2 separate regions of the Sus scrofa genome follow, and region 2 is linked to region 1. The links are chromatin contacts, called in public Hi-C maps. All regions are on one chromosome and are shown on one strand. The core of a region is the stretch at or near the end of the contact, and the rest is flanking DNA. Distances in the headings are between cores, read along the strand shown.

The links. Hi-C and Micro-C count contacts between places; a contact is called where the count stands out from the background.
Region 2: a Hi-C map of omental adipose tissue shows a contact between it and region 1, with 1.7 times the contacts expected there. The contact joins the enhancer-like site here to the promoter of ITPR3 in region 1. A contact is called at or near these places in 2 of 5 promoter capture datasets (fetal liver and liver), 20 of 47 Hi-C or Micro-C datasets (alveolar macrophages, blood, brain and 10 more) and 1 of 2 datasets of contacts at active chromatin or transcription factors (skeletal muscle).

Annotation. Positions count from the first base shown.
Region 1 is chr7:29,832,584-29,839,936 of Sscrofa11.1, forward strand. It overlaps ITPR3 (inositol 1,4,5-trisphosphate receptor type 3), which reads left to right and starts at 3,339. Exons shown (of 58, transcript XM_013977794.2): 1 at 3,339-3,699. The coding sequence starts at 3,611.
Region 2 is chr7:29,896,245-29,903,597 of Sscrofa11.1, forward strand. ITPR3 (inositol 1,4,5-trisphosphate receptor type 3) reads left to right here. Exons shown (of 58, transcript XM_013977794.2): 52 at 96-288; 53 at 705-809; 54 at 898-1,025; 55 at 1,714-1,879; 56 at 2,341-2,501; 57 at 3,456-3,617; 58 at 3,968-5,058. The coding sequence ends at 4,036. It overlaps C7H6orf125, which reads right to left. Exons shown (of 4, transcript NM_001243451.1): 4 at 5,845-6,022. The coding sequence ends at 5,895. Among named protein-coding and RNA genes, the nearest start is that of C7H6orf125, 30 kb to the right of the region's middle. Within about 2 kb of position 3,372, at least 10 of the 83 cell types and tissues checked have an H3K27ac peak or open chromatin away from gene starts, as enhancers often do. A contact at or near this core is called in alveolar macrophages, omental adipose tissue and retroperitoneal adipose tissue, where this site is marked.

The DNA of each region.
Region 1 (7,353 bases), core at 2,089-4,588:
CTAAATTTATTTCAGGATCCACGAATACATCTGAGTTCATACTTTGAACAACATTGTCCTAGAGACATTCCTGTGTCTGCACAAGGAGACAAGAATGTTCACTGCAGCATTGCTGTAACAGCCAAGACCTAGACAGGGCTTTCATGGTTGCTGAGAAGACAGATAAATAAATTGTGATGTGGTCAGGAAGTGGACTGTCACAGCTCTACTCGCACCAAAGGATACAAGCGCTGGGTGATACTGTGGTGTAAAAGGTAGAACCCTGCAGGGTGCTGACATACTTGTTTATGCATATGGCTGTGCGGTTCAAGCATAAAACCCGCAGGAAACCATACCCCCCAAATCAGGTCGGTGGTTATCTCTGGAGGGAGGGGGAGGGGAGTGCAGCTGGGGAGGAGTGCGTGCGGTGCATAAGGAGCTTCAATTGAAATTTGTTTTCATTTTTTAACTGAATGTTCAAGATTTAATTAAAAATGTATATTGGAATCAAGTTTTGCAAAATATTAAGATCTGACAAAATTGGAGGAAAGGTGCAGGACACTCACTATATTTCTTATGTATTATTTTAAATTTAACATTTCTTTTTTTGCTTTTTTTTGTATTTTTGTCTTATGGGGGGGGTCACATCTGAGGCATATGGAGGTTTCCAGCCTAAGGGTCCAGTGGGAGCTGTAGCTGACAGCCTGTGCCAGAGCCACAGCTATGTGGGATCTGAGCCTTGTCTGCGACCTACACCACAGCTCACGGCAACGCCAGATCCTTAACCCACTGAACGAGGCCAGGGATCGAACCCACAACTTCATGGTTCCTAGTTGGATTTGTTTCCACCGCACCACCACAGGAACTCCCCTAACATTATTTCTTAAAATTTTTCATACTACTTTAAAGATTGCTGCTCCAGGACATCAGAGAAGGAGACTTTATTCTACCCCTGGGAATAGAAAAAGGGGGGTGGGGGGGGATCCCGAGCCTAGGTACAGAGGTGGGGAAGTGAGACTGAACACGCTGTCCTTTTTTTTTTTTTTTCCCCTTTTTTAACCTCCCTGTGGTATATGGAAGTTCCCAGGCTAGTGGTTGAATCCAAGCTGGAGCTGCCTCCTTACGTCACAGCCACAGCAAAGTGAGATCTGAGCCACGTCTGTGACCTACACCACAACTCAGGGCAACGGTGGATCCTTAACCCACTGAGCAAGGCCAGGGATCGAACCCGAATTCTCGTGGACACTGTTGGGTTCTTAGCCGGCTGAGCCACAATGGGAATTCCACTCAGAATGTTCTAATCTGAAGGTCGAGGGACAGCCAGCAGCATGTGCTTTGGAGATGGGCCCGACCTCCTCCACCTCCTGGCTGTAAGACCTTGGCTGAGTTATGGAACCATCTTGAGTCCCAGGGGAGGAAGGCTGTGGACCCCTGAATGTGCCTGTGCCAAGGATGGCACATGTCCAGGCTATAGTACAGACACTGACAGGGTGTTTCCAGCCCACTGTCTTTATCATCTCTGTCTGGGGAAGGGGAGAAGGCAGTTGGGCTGAGGCTGGTGGCTTGATTGGAGCCTGGTGCCCAGCAGAGGCCTGGCACAGAGTGGGTCCTTAATAAATGCTTATGGAACGAACGCAGAGGTTTCCCTTCCCTCTGCAGGAAACACCATGGAGGCCTGACCTCTGGGAGCAAGTGAAGCTGTTCAAGTGGCTGGCTTTTCCCAGTTGGGCTCCAGGGGTGGAGAGCTGAGGCTTCAAGGGCAGTGTGAGGCAGTGGAGAGAGAGCCAGGCTGGCAGTCAGGGGCTGGGGGTTGAGGACTGGCCTTCTGGCCCCAGTTGCCCTGAACCTGCTGCCTGACCCTGAGGTCAGCTCTTTTTGGCAGAGTGGCCTGGACGAGGTTTTTCCAAGTGCAATTTGCAACCCATTTGGTACATTTAACAGAACAATTTAGTGGTTCACAATCAGTATTAACAAAACAAAACGAAACATAACACAAATAGAACAGAAAAATATCGGAGTGCAATCACGGGTCATAAGGGTAAGTATTGTTTGTGAAACTATTGTTTGGCTTATATATAGAGAAGGTGGGACTGGCCCGATGTAAAATTTATTTGCTACGGTGCCTCCTGGTGCAAAGATTGTAAAACATTGAGCTCAGCAATGGAGTTCAGAGGTGGCCTCCTCTCCCTCGAGGATTCTGGGGGTCTTTGTGGACGAACCACACTCCAGGGGCTCCTCTCCCTCCCGTGGGTCAGCAGCTGTCTCTGCTCTATGCCTCACCCCTCTCGGGTCTTTCTTTTCCTGCTTCAGTCCTCAGTCCCTACTCCCTTTCTCCCAGGGACCAGCCCCCCTTCCCATGAAGTCAGGGTGGGGGTGGGGGGCGTCGGAGGGATTGAATGGGGGTGGCAGTGGGCACTCTATCCCAGATGCTAAACTAAAAGGACTGGTAAGCAAACACCCGGGAACAGAACATAAAGTGGGCGAGCCCGGCCGTGCGCTGGAGGGCAGGACTTGGTGAGCAAGAGCTTGGCTGAGACACCGCAGCGGGTCACTCCCAGGGGGCCGGCACCGGCCTTGGCAAGGTTGGCGCTCGTGTGTGCTATTAACTAGGAAGGTACTTTCACTCCTGCCACCTCCCCCCTTGGAAAAAAAAAAAAAGGAAAGAAAGACAGAAGGAGCCAAGAGTTCCGGAGCCAACTCCTGGAGAGGGAGCGGCTGAACTGATTCGGAAGCTGGATCTCTTTGTACACAGGAATGCGGAGAGAAAAAACAAAACCCACCCCATTGCTTCACTTCCCCTCCGAGCCCGAGCACTTTCTATTGTGCAATGAAAAGGCTTTTCACGTTGAGAAAAATGAATCCCAATTTGCGCTGCGAAGTAATGAGCGCGCCTCTCCGCTCGAGACGGCTCTCAGCTGGGCGCGGAGACGGCGCAGTGGCCGGAGGGCGACCGCGGCCGGGGCGCTTCGGAACACAGCCCCCGCGCGCGGCTCGTGGTGGAGTCCCCCTTCCCCGGGCGGCGGCGCCGACTCTCAGCGACCCGCGGGCCGACGCGGAGAGTGTGGAAGCTTCGAGGGCGGAGAGCCCCCGCTACAGCTGGGCCTCCCGGGGATGGCGGGTTGGCGAGTCCGGCCGGACACTCGCCAGAGCTGGGACTCTGTCCCGGGAACCCTCGGAGTCTCGCGGGGCGGGCGGCCCGGCCCGGGACCCGCCAGGGGCGCTGGAGGCGGGCGGGCGCACGTGGGTGCCGGCGGGCGGGCCGCGGCGGGGTGCGGGGGGCGGGGTGTGGCTTCCCCGCCTCCCGGGCGAGATTTGCATGTGTGTGTGGCGGCCCCAGACTTCCTGCTCTTTTACGCCGCAGGTACGCGCGGGCCGGCCGGCCGGGCTGGCGGGCGGCGGTGCGCCGAGACGCGGGCACCTCCTCCCCCGGACACCAGCACCGGCTCCCGGGCCGTGCCGCGCCGCCTTCCGCCCCGCGGGCTGCTAGTCCGCCCCGGCCGCGCTGAGCGCCCGGCTCCGAGTTGGGGGCGCGCCGCTCTCGGCCTCCTTGGTCCTCTCGGCCCTCTGCCCCAAGCCTGGCCGCGCGCCCCTGGGCGCCCCTACCGCCTCGGCTCCCCGGAGGGCCGCAGCCATGAGCGAGATGTCCAGTTTCCTCCACATCGGGGACATCGTTTCCCTGTACGCCGAGGGTTCCGTCAATGGCTTCATCAGCACTTTGGGGTGAGTGAGCCGAGTTCAAGGGGGTGCGGGCGGGGAGGGGGCGAGTGGGCTCCCATGCCAGTTGCGTGCGTCCTGCCGCCTCCCTCCGACGGAGGACCTGGGCGTCCCCAACCTCCAGGAGCTGGGGAACGGCTCGCCTCCTTTTAGAGAAAGGAAGTGAGATATTTGCCCAGGTAGGAGTCGGGCGCCCTGCCGGAGCTGGCGGGAGGCGCCCTCTCCGCGAAGCCGCCACTCTCGCGCGCTCGCCTTTCTTCAGAAGGGGCGGGGACGCCGAAACTTCCTCTGCAGGTGGTCCCAGTGCGGGGGGCAGGTGGGTGGCTGGGGCTTCAGCTGAGGAAAGGCATCCGGGCCTGGACGTGACCAGCTCCGGGGTGGGGCGGAGCTGCGGGGGTGGGCGGCTCACCCCGGAGCCCTCTAGTTATAGACCCGTCGCACCTTTGAGGGGACGCAGTTTTTCCTCCCAGGATTTCCCCGTCCTGCCCCCGCCCCCCGCCGCCGCCCCCCGCGCGCCAGGGGTATCTTCCCAGCCCTTCTCTTCCAGACGTCCCAGGTCCCCACGCTGCCACCTCCCCCGCCCGGTCAATTTCCTGCGCAGCTCATCTGGCGCCCCTGGGTCCCTGGTCCCCCGGATCTCTGGAGCACTTTACAAACATTAATTAATTCTGGCCGCCACCCCCCAGGGTCTGGATAAGCAAAGAATCAGCTCAAGTCCCAGGAGAGGGCCAGGCCTGAAGCAGGCACAGGGCCGGGAAACAACTAGAGAGAATGGTTTATCTTCAAGAGGAGCAGTTGAGTGAATGGCTGCGGATGGGAGCTTGTGTGGTTTCTCCCCATCTTCAGCCAGGCCTCAGGGCACCGCCTGCTCCTTTGTCACATTTTCAGTCTGGGACTTGTATTGAATCGTCTCATCTTCCCCACCACACCCAGCCAAGTTTTTAGGATAAACCCATCCCCTTCTGCTGCTCCTACTGGGGATGCAACCAGCTACAAGGAGCCTCGTACAAGGAGGGGGATGGCCTTGGCGCCCTCAGCCCTGGGGTGGCTCCCCAAGCCCAGAGGTGGTGGGGGGTCACCTGGCTCCCTCCCTTGGTGGCTTGTTGGGAGTTTAGCTTTAGGCGGGTAAGGAAGGGAATCCACTAAGATGGATGGTGGATGGGCCGGGCCCACAGGGGCTTCTCACTGGCAATTCCAGCCTAGCTTGCTCCCCTTATCTCTGCACCCTCCGGGCGCTTGGTGCTGGTGGGGCCTCCCCAGCCCCGGGGAGCTGACTTCTGCCTGCCTGCTTTCCCAGAGGAAGGGGGTGAGCCACATCTGGCCAGGTTCTGTGCCCCCCCCATCCCCCAGGGAACCGGCTGTTGCATGAGGGGAGGCACAGAGAAGGAGCAGAGAGTACAGGGCTGTGGGGGGCATGGAGGCTGGTGGTGGAAGCCCCCCTCCTTGGGTCTGAACAGTGCTGGGGCTTTGGGGAATAATCAGCTTCTCTGTTGCCCAGTGCTTGGCTCAGGCCTGAGCCCATAGTGGGGGCTTTTTAAGCATCTGATAGGTCTGACCCAATCAAGGGAAACATTCCGCCTCCCATACAGGCTGCCCCCCCCAAGAATTCCCTTCTGTTACTTCCTAGCAGCTCTGTCCCGCCTTGGCCTTCCTGCCCCAGGAGGGAAGGCCACTTCCGCTGACCAGTTTGATCGGGGGCAGGGCCCAGTGACCTCTGAGAGGCCTTCTGCCCCTGGTGTCCTTCCCTGGGCAGACACCTCCAGCAGCTCCCAACCTTCCTGACACCCCCCACCCCGAAATCTTTGCTCTTTCTTTCCCACCTCCCCCTCCACACCTGGACACCCGTGGGGGGGGCGCTGGGGGGCACTATATATACTACCGGAATTCCTGGAACCTACCCCAGGCTCTTGCTCTCTGTCTCTTTACCTTTTTTTTTTTTTTTTTTTTTGTCTTATTGCCATTTCTTGGGACGCTCCCGCAGCATATGGAGGTTCCCAGGCTGGGGGTCTAATCGGAGCTGCAGCCACGGGCCAACACCAGAGCCACAGCAACGTGGGATCCGAGCCGTGTCTGTGATCTACACCACAGCTCATGGCAACGCCGGATCGTTAACCCACTGAGCAAGGCCAGGGACCGAACCCGCAACCTCATGGTTCCCAGTCGGATTAGTTAACCACTGCGCCACGATGGGAACTCCTGTCTCTTTACCTTTGCTCCTGTGTTGCCCCCCTGCCCTTCAGCCAGTCTACACCTGGGTAAAACCAACCTACCTCTAAGACCTAGTGCCAGTGGCCTCTTGTGAGATCCAGCCCCCCCCCGGCAGAATTAACCCCTTTCCCCCCTGTGCTTCTGGCTGCTTTCTACAAGTCCCTCTCTTGTGTTACTGGTATTGTTTTCCAGTTAGTTGGAGGGTTTTTTTAGGGGCATCTAATGCTGGGCACTTGGCCAGGGTTAACTAACTAATGGCACCATCCGTCCACTCAGGCACTGTAGTGGGCCCGGGGTGAATATGGGAGCCGTGGTTCCCCCTTCTTCAGAAATTGAGTCAATGAGAGAATGATTTCTAAACACTAAGTCATCCGCTGCTCAAAGTGTAGTCCTTGGTCCTCGGTGTCACAGTGAAGCTTGTTACAGAACATACAAAGTCTCGGAGCTCCCTGGTGGCTCAGTGGGTTAAGGATCTGGCATTGTCGCTGCTGTGGCTCATGTCACTGTTGTCATGTGGGTTCGATCCCTGGCCCGGGAAGTTCTGCATGATTTATGCACAGCCTAAAAGAAAAGAAAATACAGAATCTCAGACCCTTGCCTGTCCTACTGAGTCAGAATCTGCACTTTGATCCCCAGGGGATTTGATGCCTTAAAGAGAAGCCTTGCTCTAAGTGATTCCCTCTCTGCTCTGTCCTCGCTGGCATCTTTCTGCCTCCATCCTCAACTCTGGCCCCTTCACCTTCCCCTGGCTGTTGGTTCCGTGTCTGCGGACCCTGCAGGCTGACTGGACCGAGTTCCCAGGACCCGCCCAGTGGTGGTGTCCAAGAGGTGCCCAGTCAGGGCTGCAGGAAGTGAATTTGACAGTGGGCGGTGGGGCTGGCTCAGCTGGGAGGGGAGGGGGGCGCTGGTAGGGGAGGGGGTCTGGGGCAGCCTTGAGGTTTCAGCCAGGCCCTGCAGAGCCAAGTGGAGGAGGCCAATTAGAGCCGCCTGGATAGTCAGAGCTGCCAGGGAAGATTGCACATTAACTCTGGTTGGGAGCACGGGAGGGGTCTGGGGAGTGGATCCTGGAGCAGGTGGAGACCTTGGCTGGGAAGGGAAGGCAGGCCTACGCCTGTTCCTGGCAGGAGAGGAGGCCAGGGACACTGCCCGGTCCCTCACCTGGGTGGGAGAAGCAGGGGCAGGGTGGCAGTAGGAGGCGAAGGATTTACTACAGCTCCGGCCAGTGGCTGCTGGAAACTGGCCCTGAGTGTGTGGGGCGGGCCCCTCAGGGTCACACCTGGTTCCTTGAAGGTGTCGTTTGCGTGCCCAGAGGGGTGACCCCCAGACCACCAGGAGGAGCTGGGGTATGCAGGTGACCTGGGTCTTGCAGGGGATCTCCCAAGACTGTGAGATGGCCTGTGCCCACACATGGCTGGGCCTCGGAGCACCACCTGGGGGCACTCAGGGCCTCTG
Region 2 (7,353 bases), core at 2,122-4,621, 64 kb after region 1:
CATGGAGCCCCCTGGGGGAGGCTGGGGAACCCCTGGGAGGTAGGCAGCCCTGGGTCCAGTGGTGTCCCCAGCCCTCACCCATCTCTGCCCTGCAGCTCTTTGACCTCATCTACCGCGAGGAGACGCTGTTCAATGTCATCAAGAGCGTGACTCGAAACGGCCGCTCCATCCTGCTGACGGCCCTGCTGGCACTCATCCTGGTCTACCTCTTCTCCATCGTCGGCTTCCTCTTCCTCAAGGACGACTTCATCCTTGAGGTCGACCGGCTGCCAGGCAACCACTCCAGAGGTCTGGGGGCGCCTCTCCTGGGGCGGGGGGTGCGGGATGAGGCCAGGGCCTGGGAGCTCTTGCCCACCACGCCCACTGCAATTTCTCCTCTGGGTCTGGGGTGGGTGGTCCAGCTCACACCCGTCTGCCTCCCTCTTCCTGGGACAGACCAGGGCTGGGAGAGCCCGGGGTGGCTCTGGCTTGCGGACCATGGCTCACATTAGACTCGGTATTTGTGGGGCTGCCCGTGTCCCTGGTGGGGTGCAGATCTCCCTCCCCGCCCTTGAACACAAGCCTGTGGAGCAGCTGCATCAAGACCCTTCCCTGTAGTGGGTGGAGTAGGGAGGCTCGAGGCTCAGGGTGGGCTTCCTGGAGGGTATGAGGCTGGGGACAGAACCAGGGGAACCTCCTGGTGACCTTGTCCCTGTTCCCTCCAGCCAGCCCCCTGGGGATGCCACATGGAGCTGCCACATTTGTGGACACGTGCAGTGGGAACAACATGGACTGTGTCTCCAGGGTCTCAGTGCCCCAGGTCCTGGAAGGTGCGGGCGGTGTGTCTCTGGGGTCTCGGTGCAGTGGGAGGAGGGGTAAGTGGTCCAGCCTGGGGATGAGCATGCACTCTGCTTGTAGAGGACGAGGAGCAGGCCAGCACGGAACGGGCCTGTGACACTCTGCTCATGTGCATTGTCACCGTCATGAACCATGGGCTGCGCAATGGTGGTGGCGTAGGCGACATTCTCCGAAAGCCCTCAAAAGATGTGAGTGTGCCCCCACCCCAGTAGCCCTCTCTGTTCAGGGCAGCAGCTGTGAGGGCTCCGCCCTCAGGTCACAGCCAAGTAGAGCGTCTTGGCCTCCCATCCTCAGGGTGGTGGGTCCCTGAATGTTTGCACCCCTTTTCCCGCTCAGTCTTGTGCTGTTACGGTGTAGCTGAGCTGTCCCTGCCCTTCCAGCTCGGGCACCCCCACCAGCTCACTAAGGAAAAGCCTTGGCCCCCAGTCTCCCCGGGGTAGGGAAGGTGTGAGTCAGCGGTGGGTCCCTGGCCACACCCGCTTCATCCTCAAGGCAGAGCTCCAGCCTGAGGGCCAGGGTGCTCAGCTGGCTCATGAGGAGGCCTCGGGGTTTGGCTGGGCAGCCCAGCATCCCAGGTCAGTGTGTCCCCACTCTCATGGGGTGAAGCCACTTCCTGGCCAACAGAAGTTTCTAGGGGCATCCTGAGGGCAGGCAGAGGAGTTCAAAGCTGCTCCTCCCCTAACAGGCCAGCCTGGCTCCCACGCCAGACTCCCAGGGGCTGCATCCCAGCCACTGAGTCCCACCCGCACCCAGGCCTCGGGTCGCGCCTCTCACTCTGCCATCCCCAGGGTGCTGGGCGTCAGGGGCCACCTCCTTCTGTGGAGCTGGGCTCCGAGCCCCCACCCGACCGACCCAGCCTTGCTGCTTCCCCCGCAGGAGTCGCTCTTCCCGGCCCGAGTGGTCTACGACCTCCTGTTCTTCTTCATTGTCATCATCATCGTGCTGAACCTCATCTTTGGGGTGATCATCGACACCTTTGCCGACCTGCGCAGTGAGAAGCAAAAGAAGGAGGAGGTTCTCAAGACTACGTGCTTCATCTGTGGTGAGGCCACGCTCCTGCCCACAGGCCTTCCTGGGTCCCTGTGGCCCCTGGGAGCCTGTCCTGGGCTGATGGCTCAGCGGCACTTGGCCCGGAGCTGGGGAGAGCTGGACCCTGCCGGAACGTGGAGTCCTAGGTGGAGGCGGGAAAGGCCTCAGGGACTGGCCTTTAAACTCTGGGTTTCAGACGAGGACCTAAGCCTGGTCCATGGCCTTGACCCTGTGGTCTGGGTACAGAGCTTTTCTCCATGTGAAGTGCTGTCCCTCAGTCACTGGAGGCCCAGGGGCAGGTCGCCTGGAGGCCCCTTCTCTGTGCTTCCTGCCCCCTGGGCTCCCATAGGCCTCGCTGCTGGGTGGGAGCTCTGTGTCTAAGTGGCTGCTGTTTTAAGTAGAAGTGACCTAGCCAGGTGCATGTTTCCCCAGAGCTGCAGTGGCCCTGGGTCACCCTCACCTCTGCCCCCTCAGGTCTGGAGAGGGACAAGTTTGACAACAAGACGGTGTCCTTTGAGGAACACATCAAGTTTGAGCACAACATGTGGAACTACCTGTACTTCATCGTGCTGGTCCGCGTGAAGAATAAGACTGACTACACAGGGCCCGAGAGCTACGTGGCCCAGATGATTAAGGTGTGCCCTGCGGGAGGCGGGGGGCGGCGGACACCCGCCGAGAGCTGGCAGGAGAAGGGTAGCTGGAGCCAGCTCCCTGCACACCTCTGGGTGGGCTCTGGTGTCTTGAAAGAGCCCATGTGAGCCCGCTCACCTGAGGGGCCCGAGAGCATGTGTGGGGTGGGGTCCCAGGGCCTGCAGACGCCTGACATATAGGCCACCTGCTCATGGCCACTGCTCTGTGGCCCCCATCTTAGGGGCCTCTCCAGCTGGGCCAGAGGGTGCCTGGAAGAACTTGAAACCATCAGACTTAGGAGAAATCAAACGTAACTGTTCCATTTAGTAGCGAAGGGGGTGAAGGCAGAGGCTAGTCAGGCCTGGTGGCATCGAGGGTATAGGAAGTAGTCCCATCAGCTGTAGCACATCTTCAAAAGACTGCACTACAGATGAACTGCAGCCTGAAAGGGAAGACCTGTTTGGTGGGAAAAAGGGAGCAGGGTTCTAGTCTCTTTTAAGTCTGTATTTGGACTGATTATCTGTTGGGTCTGAAAAATTCAGTTTGCAGCAGGAACCAGAAAGCTGCTGGGTTCCCCCTCCCCCCCACCGGCGTGTTCTCTGCCTGGCTCATCTTCCTGGGGTGCGGGGCGTGGGTGTGGGGTGTGGGGCAGGCAGGAGGAAGGAAGGAAGGAAGGAAGGAAGGAAGGGTCTCGCAGGGCGTTGTAAGAGTAAACAGATGGTGCGGGTACCAAAGGAGGCTCCAGGCTAAGGCAATCAGCCTGCCTTGGGCAGGGGCTTCACTGCCAGCTCCCCCGGGGCCCAGGGAGGACCCTGGACGACTCAGATTTCCCCATGACACGTTCCTGCAGAGTCATCTGGCCGAGGGTGTGGCAGCAGACTCCCCCATACAACCGCGTCTCTCACGAGGCCGTCCCAGGCTGGGCCCATGCTTGCTCAGCCCATGGAGATGTTTTTCAGAACAAGAACCTGGACTGGTTCCCCCGGATGAGGGCCATGTCGCTGGTGAGCAATGAGGGCGAGGGGGAGCAGAATGAGATCCGGATTCTTCAGGACAAACTCAACTCCACCATGAAGCTGGTGTCCCACCTCACCACCCAGCTCAACGAGCTCAAGGAGCAGGTGCGCCCCAGCCTCTGCTGCCCCGATGGGCAGCCCCAGGCTGGCTCTGGTCACACCCAGCCTGCCAAGGGGGAGGTGGGGGCGGTCCAGCTCCTGTAGCGGGTGGGTGGGGAGACCGGGGCCTCTTTCCGAGTCTCCGATGCCCCCCTGCCCCATGTGGCAGTGATTAGAGGCAGTGATTAGAGTCGGGCAGGCGCTGCTTCCCCAGCTGCACCATGTCAGGGTTGTGACTCACAAATTGAGGACCAGGGCTCAGGGCTGACATTCATCTGCAGCCTGGGGCGGTGGGGAGGGGGTGCCCAGCGTCCTGACCCGACCTGACTTGACTTGCCGGCATCTGTCGACCTCAGATGACAGAGCAGCGGAAACGCAGGCAGCGCCTGGGCTTCGTGGACGTCCAGAACTGCATGAGCCGCTGAGAGGCCACAGCGTCAAAGGCCCGCAGACCCCGGAGACCCGTGCCTGGGAACTCGGCCCTTCCCTGTGGAGAGGGCCCTGCCAGCCGCCAGCCTCTCCAGGCTGGGTGTCCACCCCACCCCTAGCTCCCACTCTGCCAGAACCCCTCCAAGTCAGCCCAGCCCTGACTGCCTGGAGGGGGCACCACAGCTGCCAGTCCTGCCCCAGACTGAGCCCGTAGAGCAGACCTGACGGGGACTCAGCTCACCTACCTGAGCTCACCTGTGTGCCTTACTTGGAGGAGGCGAGTCCCCTTGAAGGAGGGCTGCTTATCCTTTTGCTTTTTAGGGTCACAGGCGTGGCCTATGGAAGTTCCGAAGGAGGGCTGCTTATCCTTTTGCTTTTTAGGGTCACAGGCGTGGCCTATGGAAGTTCCCAGGCTAGGGGTCCAATTGGAGCTACAGCTGACAACCTACACCACGCTCAGCTCAGCTCACAGCAATGCCGGATTCCTGGCCCACTGGGTGAGGCCAGGGATTGAACCCGCATCCTCATGGTTACTAGTCGGTGTTCGTTAACCGCTGAGCTATGGTGGCCACTCCCCTGCTTGAGCTCTAAAGCAGTAACTATATCCCCCTGGTGGGTGATTAGGAGGTGGCCTCCTTATCCCAAGCACTACATGTTGGCTGCTGCCTCCTCTGGAGCAGCCGCAGTGATGCTGTTACTAGTGAATTTAGGGCTTTGTTATTTAACTTATTCAAGGGCCAAATGGCTCCTTCAGTGCCTCAGACCTGCTGTAGACAGTGTGCAGACCCTGCTGAGTCCACACCCCCCCCCTCCCAGGGGACCGGTGACCCAAGGATGGAGAAACGTACTCCCAGAACCTGCCCCTTTCCGGGTCTCCCGGGGAGTCATGCCCAGGTAACAGGGCTGGGCCATGTTAAGAGCGGCTTGTTTCTTCTCCTTTCAGTGTAATGTTTTATAAATCCTTTGGCCCAAGAACTAAAGTGGATTGCCATAAATTAATGAATAAACCCAGGCCTTTGGAGGGGGGCTGTCTCCTGTACACCTGGGTGTGGGAGGGGGGTGAGCATGTGCCGCCTGGCCTCACTGGGGCTCCTGGGAGATGCAGAGCCATGTCCTACTTCCTGGACAGAACTACTACATTTTATTTAATGCATCCCTGAACATACTGAGCTGTCAGGGACCAATGAGGTGAAGACCTGACTCCCAGCTCTTCCCAACAAAGGGTGCTGGTGCCCTGCCTTTCTCAGCTCTGTTCCTGACAAGAAGCCTCAGTAGGGAGTACAGATGGCCCCCAGTAAGGGCTAAGGTTCTGGGGCACAGTGAGGTGACCCTGTGTCCTTGCCTCCTGCAGAATTGGGGTGCAGAAGCCTGACCAAGGCCGTCTTGGCTTTGCCCCATCCCTTTGACCAGCCTGGAACATGACTCTTCTGCAAGGTCAGGGCAGAGGACCGGCTTGTTCTGAGTCAGTGGGAAAGGGCGCCAGGCAGGCTTTCCCATCCTTCTGTTTGCACAGGATGCCCTCTCCGCTATTTTTGGCTCTTTCCCAGGAGCTCCTGCAACAAAAGGAGCCTGAGAATCTTGTCTGGAGCCAGCCAGACCCCTGCTGGCAGGTGGGGTCCTGTGGCCTCAGGAAGCACCTGGCCCAGAGGCCGTGTCACCTTCCCTTCTCAGGCCCAGGCGAGCCCCACTTCCTATCCCTGGGGAGCCCCTAGCCGCAGCAGGCAGGGCGTGTGTTCAGCCCGCTCCCTTCTCAAAAGGCCAGGCTTTCTTTAGAGCAAAGGCTTCCTTTCTGTGAGGCCAGAGATGGGGGATTGGGGCGTTTTATTGAGGATGGCAGCAAACAAGACTTCGCGCTCAGGTACGCGGGCGCGACAAGGCGCGGGCCCAGGCCTTGTGTTTCTCCTCGGGATTCCTGGGGGCAAACCTCTCCTGCAGTTTCTTCCACACGCCTTTATCCATCTCCTTGAACTCATCCAAGGTATCTGCAAAGGGGAGACAGCAGACCAGGGTCTAAAATGGCTACATGGGTTGGCCCTCAGGACATCTGTTTCCACACAAGCAAGCCCTGGTTTTCAGTGTGTCCCCAAGAAAGCGGAATGGTGCTGCCACTTCCAGTCAGCACAACAGGTGGGAACAGGGAGTCCCCACAAATCAGGACTGCACCAGGCGCTGTGTCCTTATAGGGGCCCCTGCTCGCATCTGAGCAGTGTTCCACATCCAAGCAGCCCCTTCCACCCAGCTTCAAGTGATCACAAAGATGGTGCTGCAGCGTCAGCCACGAGGCCCACACAGCCTTATCTCCATTTTTCAGAGGTGGAAACAGGCAGAGTGGGGTTAAGGAACTTGACAGGTCACATGGCAAGGAAGTGGTGAGGCTGGGATTGGAACCCGTGTTGGGAGTGGAGCAAGCCCCAGGGGAGGCAAAGACCTGGGCCTCTCAAGCAAATCAGCTGACCTCTAACTCTCCAGCTCCTCCTTTGTAAAGTGGAAATAAAAACACCTGCCTCCAAAGGTGAACCTTTTAAAGGAAATAATAGGGAGTTCCCATTGTGGCGCAGTGGAAATGAATCCAACTAGGAACCATGAGGTTGAGGGTTTGATCCCTGGCCTCACTCAGTGGGTTAAGGATCCAGTGTTGCCATGAGCTGTGGTGTAGGTTGCAGACATGGCTTGGACCCTGCGTTGCTGTGGTTCTGGTGTAGGCTGGCAGCTGTAGCTCCGATTTGACCCCTAGCCTGGGAAACCCTCCATATTCAGTGGGTACAGCCCTAAAAAGCAAAAAAAAAAAAAAAAAAAAAAAACGAAATAATGGGAATAACATGGCTGGCACTGGCCTGTGCTCAAGAAAAGGAAAAGGTAGGTCTCCTCACAGTGAAGGCAGCAGGTGCCCTGCCAGCCAGTGGGCCCCGTTTAAACGCAGGTCTGCACCACCCTCCCCCCAAAATCAAGGACTGAGGTGGAGGTCCTCAGTCTGAGACCCAATAATACCATGTGGGGCTGACAGGCCACTGCAGCTGCATCTCCCCACTCGCACCCCCGACCCCCTGCCCTTCCCCCACCCAGCAGTGACAACTAAAATGGTCTCTAGACCAGGCCACACACCGGCCCCCAGCTGAGAAGCACTGGTCTAAAGTCTCTTGGGCCTAAAGTTCTATGATACCTAATTTCACATAACACCAAACTCCATAGCCTGGATTTCCAGTTGTTAATGAAAGTTCTGGAGCAAACAGTTTTTCTAAACAAAAAGGTCACTACACTATTAGCATCCATCACCAGTGGGCTCACAACCTCAGCCGTGAGCCCAGCATCCACC